Regions from separate parts of the Gossypium hirsutum genome. Here region 1 is linked to region 2. Evidence: chromatin contacts called from public Hi-C data. All regions are on one chromosome and are shown on one strand. Each heading gives the region's core, a stretch centred on a gene start, on an enhancer-like site or on the middle of the called end of the contact. The rest is flanking DNA. Distances are from core to core; before and after follow the strand shown.

The links. Hi-C and Micro-C count contacts between places; a contact is called where the count stands out from the background.
Region 1: a contact with region 2 is called in a Hi-C map of leaf, with 1.7 times the contacts expected there. The contact joins the promoter of LOC121202989 here to the enhancer-like site in region 2. A contact is called at or near these places in 3 of 34 Hi-C or Micro-C datasets (anther and leaf).

Annotation. Positions count from the first base shown.
Region 1 is chrA08:63,724,382-63,727,081 of Gossypium_hirsutum_v2.1, reverse strand. It overlaps LOC121202989 (remorin), which reads right to left and starts at 1,416. Exons shown (of 5, transcript XM_016847004.2): 1 at 1,029-1,416; 2 at 882-932; 3 at 704-791; 4 at 483-564; 5 at 1-393. The coding sequence starts at 1,188. The coding sequence ends at 199.
Region 2 is chrA08:63,613,913-63,616,612 of Gossypium_hirsutum_v2.1, reverse strand. No RefSeq gene overlaps it. Among protein-coding and RNA genes, the nearest start is that of LOC107952364, 21 kb to the right of the region's middle. Within about 2 kb of position 1,437, at least 1 of the 9 cell types and tissues checked has an H3K27ac peak or open chromatin away from gene starts, as enhancers often do. A contact at or near this core is called in leaf, where this site is marked.

The DNA of each region.
Region 1 (2,700 bases), core at 167-2,666, 110 kb before region 2:
ATTATTACATCAAAAATTTGCTTCTAACAAATTCAATAACCAATTTTTTACTTAATGCTATTATATACACAATTACACACAGAAATACATACACACAGAACAATGGTTAATGCTTTCACCATATTAAAACTCAAACAAACATATTTTTAAATGAACTCTAAGAGAATAAAATGACCCCATTTTCTAATGATTTCATCCTCAACAACAACCAAGGGTCTTGTTCGGAGTGGTTCCGGTGGCACGGTACTTTGCCGCCAACTCCTCCGCTTTGAGAACATCCTCCCCTCGCTTAGCTTCAACGATTGCCTTCTTCTCTTCTGCTTCCTTGTGGATTAAGGCTGCCTTGTTTTTCATTTTTTCCACATACTCGGCCTTCTGCTTGTCTAACTTTTCCTGCTCATATATATAATTCAACACTCAACACTCAATAACAATAATAATAATAATCATCTTCATCCAAGGATGCTTGATTAAATTAATACCTCAATCCTTTTTAGCTCAGCCTCTATAGCTGCTTTCTTGGTATTCTCCCAAGCCGCAATAGAAGAAAGCTTCTTCTGTGCTCTGCTCAACCATATCAATAAGCTTTGAGTAAGAAAGCAGCCAGAAAACATAATTTAATTGCATGGTTATGGTATGCAATCATTTTTATATCAGTTTTCCTATAATTTTCACAATAAGGCAAGGGGAAGAAAGTTGATACTTGTTCTCAGCTTTGCTTTTTTCACTTTCTTCCCAAGCGTTGATTAGTGAAATTCGCTTCTCAGTCGCAACTCTAGCAAGCACAGCATCTGGAGAAAGACAGCCGGGGGAAATTTTCAATTTAATCATATTCTAAATACTAAGATTTTGTGAAACGCAAGATGGAGAAACGAAATTACCTCGATCAACAGACACCTCCGTGCTTTTCTTCTCCGTCGACTCTGCCGCCTCTGCATATCATCAAATTTTTATTATTAGAAAAAATGAAACACGCAGAAGCAGAAGCAGAGCTGAAACGGAAAAAGAAGGGATATATAGATATATACTTTCGATGGGTTCGGGAGGCTTTTCCGTAGAGTCGGCGGGCTTTTCTTCAGTAGGAGGAGGTGGAGTCACGGATTTTTCCACGGCGGCTTCGGTGGGTGGCGGCGGAGGGTCGGAGGGGATTTCGGATTCAAGCTTCTTGGGTTCTTCGACATCTGCCATGTGGGCGTGCACAAAAAAGAGAATTTAAAACTGAAAGTGAAGAAAAAGAGGTGGTTGAGATATTATAGTTAGGTTGGGGTTGGGGGGCAGAGAACAGACTTTAACTGTAGCTTCTTCCATTGACTGACTGAGCTGTATTGTAGGTACTACTGGGTAACTTATGAGTTGGCAGAAAGCGACTCTAAACTTGCTGCTTTTACCTTCCTTATTTTTCAGGATGTGAAATCTAATAAATTCATGTTAAAATATTAATATTTAAATTTTTTAGGCTTTTTTATAAAAATAACCTAAAAAATAATTAATTACTTAAATAATTTATTTTTTTATAAAATACGAAAATAACTCAAATTTTATAGTAAAAATTGGTGGAACTAAAGTGTTTTGGGCCACCAACCGCGTCAACAATCTGTATTAAAAAATTAATTTTTTTGTGAAACTATATAGAATAGCACTACTTATATAAATACTAAGGAAATACTTTGATTTTCGAAAATATGATGATTTAAGAAAATTTACTTTTTTCTGATAGAGCCAAATAAATTGGCGCCACCAAATTCCAAGATAATAGCCTATCTACCTATTTGCCTATTTGCTTATTAAAACAGATTAATTTTTTATTTTTTTCATCCACGTTACTTTTTCTAATTCTTTATCCTTTTTCCTTTTTTTTAAGGTTTTTTATTTGTCATTTATTTATTTGTTTATTATTGGTTTTATAAAATGTGAGTATTTTTTTAATTTTAAATATATTTTTTAAAATTTAAATATTATTTTTTCAATTTTAAATATAATTTTTTAATATTATAAAACATTTAAAATAATTATTTTTAAAGATATGACTTTTCAAATTTATTATTTGTTGAATAATATTTTAAATATTTTTTAATTTTAAATATAATTTTCTAAAATTATTTTTAAAGATATTCAAATTCTTTTTTAAATTATATTTAAATTTTTAAAATTTAATATTTAATTTGGTGGAGCCATTCTAAATGGATCTCACTTTATTACAAGTGTAATTTTTTTATTTTTTTAATATAAATATTTAATATTTTATTTTAGTGGAGCCATTTTGTATAGCCCCGTTCTCTAGCATATATTGAATGGTGAAATTGTTGTGTTTAGTAGAAGAATTCAAAAATTCTGTTGAATATGAATAATGAGGTGTTTTTGGTGTACGTTCTTTTTTATGGTAAAATTGTAGAATGTGATGTTGGTTGTGTATTTCAATGTCGACAAAGATAGGGTTGCAATTCAAAAAAAAAATGTGAAGCTGGTAGAAATGAAAAAGAATATCAGTGCGAAAATAGCTATCTATTGTGGAAGGGCAATGTTCAGATTATTTTACAAGTTTCCAATCTCTATAGATCCGTTCAAATTTATGAGATGCAACTATTAGATAATGATGACTTAGGCACTATGATGGAAATATGGTGGTCGACTGGGAGTGAGAACCCTAACCAATTGAGTTATTTGCTGAGTTAGTAGACTTAGAGCCTGTTGAGAATGTTA
Region 2 (2,700 bases), core at 188-2,687:
GTCTTGGGGGAAACTACGTTGAGTAACAGTAGTGGAAGTCTTTCCCATTTCTTGATTGGTGAGAAATATTTATAGGTTCCCAATGTAGTCCACAAGGATATAGATGTCAAGATGCTTCTAGTAAGCTGTTGAGTCATGGGATCTCCCACATGTGTGGTTGAAGGCTACGCAGGGTTTTTTTTTTATAGATTGTCTTCTAAGTAGGCCTTGTTGTGATCTGATAAGATCCATGTGCAGAACATGGAAGAAACATTCCTTTGATAATACAAGGCAAGACATGCCTTCTGAACAAGGTGTTTTCAATAGACAAACCTATGTCTTTAAGGGTAGTTGACTTAATGAGATCCACTGTCGATTTAGCAAGGTTTTCCAGATGAGATAAGGACTCTAAATAAGTTCAATATCACGTTGCTTCATTGGTTGTACAGGAACACTAAGTTGTAGAATTCCCCCGTCATTGTACTGGACGATGGTAACAGTTTAACCTATAAACAAAAATTATATTCAAAATATAGCTTTAGCATTGGATAATCCTGGGTTGTAGCATAAGCACAAACGGTCATCGTAAGCTAAATGTGGCAAACTTTGCAACCAAAGAAGTTTCCAAATTTATGCATAGCTATGGCAACGAGACTATGACTATGAACATGGCAAAGATGGGATCTCCCGCATTAAGTTTGTAAATGCACATGTCATAGTGGCCCGTTGTTTTTTAGTAGTTGGCCATCTTGCATTCTAGTGCCTTACTTAGCGCAGCAAAACAACTCTTGTCAATTTATCACTTCAACAAATATTACATAATTAATTTGTTTTCTATTTTTTATATCAATTATTGATTAAATTAATAAATAATGGTAAAATATATTGTAATATTAAAAATAATTTAATTTTAAATTTTAAAGATATTATTGAGAACTAATCATGAAACACAAATTAGTCTTAAAAAAATTATTGCTTTGAGTTAAAAGAGTACTTTCATTCGTTTGGACTGATAAATTAAGGGTGAGTTTGGATGGGCGGTATGCTTACCTATTGTTAGTGTAAAAATAGTGGTGACGATGAAATTAGATACTAAAACGATATTGTAGCGTAAAACAGAAAAATAAACTAAATGCACTACACCGTATTCCACCCCATCCAAATCCGGAAAAACAAAAAATAATAGTAATAAATAATTTGTACTTTTGCAAATCATTGATGTTGTGATTTAGTAGCAAGAGGAGTTCATTAATTTAATAGTTCAAACGATTAGAGTAATGTGAATACATGGATTTTTTAGGTTAAAAATAGATATTTTCATTGATTTGTTAGGCGAAAAGAAAACGCTTGTTGGAGATGGCACAAGAATCAAACCAAGAACTGCCACGTGATGAGACCTTATTGATATTTACATATTCTGCTCTGCGGGACTACAATTGGGAAACGTGGTCCATTCAAAGCACATGTTGTTCTAATCAACTATTGCCACATTGACAATCTCTTGTGTCGAGATACCTTCTACTGTACGGTACTTATTGTAAGTTTCCATCGACTCCCTTTCAAAATTTAAAAAGGTTAGTCACCAAAAATAATTAGGGATGAGAAAAAAATCAAATCCAGCTATATATTTGGATGGACTATAAAATATAAATTTAAAAATTATGATTATTTGAAATCAAATTGAGTTATTTTTTATTTAAATAAAATTAATTTTAACTTTGTATTATATAAAATAAATATTTTATATTTAAAATAATGAAAATAATTTAAGTTTTTTTAAAATATTATTGTTTTTTAGAAATATTTATGAAAAAGGTTTTTGAAATTTTATCAAATAATATTCAAAAGCTATAAAATAAATCTCATTTTATCAAAATAAATTTAAAAAATCAAAACAAAAAAAATTATATGAAAAACCGAGAATTGAATTGAGCCAAATCGAATTATGATGGACGGTTCAAAAAATCTAAAAGATTCAATCGAACTGAATAGATATCACCCCTAAAAATAATAAATAGCTTATAAAAAATTTTGTAATTAGACACTGTATATTTTAATTCGTGTTCTAAAATACTGTAGATGGAGAAAATTTTGAACTAATTACAAAGGTCACGTGTCAACTCGAAAATATCATAGGTTAAAACGATGACATCACATATTGTATAATAATTATTTTATTCTAATTAATTTAAATTAAGAGTTTTATATTATCACTAATTAAATTTAATTAATTAAGTTATAATGTTAAATAATTATTCTATCTCTAATGAATTAAATTTATATAAGATAAATAATAAACAAAAGAGTTTAATATTTGTGGATCACTTAAATAAATAGTTTATATTTCATAAAACTCTCTTTTACTTGAAGAATTAACACTTCTACACATTCACAAGTTCAAAAATCCAGAAGTTCTCTAAAGGGAATATTTTGCAGACTTGAAACTCTCTCCAAAATCTCAAGAAATTTTGAACAACATCATATCAGTTCTAAAAAAAGATGTTTTCTAATCTTGTTCAACTAAAGATAGGAAGTAAAAACCAATTTATGAAGAAAACTACCTTTCGATTTTATTCAATTGAACAAAGGAGTTTTAAACTTATTTCAAGAGAAAGGCACCATGACACTTGAAATGAACTTAATGCTACCAAGATCAAGTTTAAATGACCTTTGGATCGAAGCTCCATCAAAGAAAAGAATCAAATAAATTTTCTTTGTAAT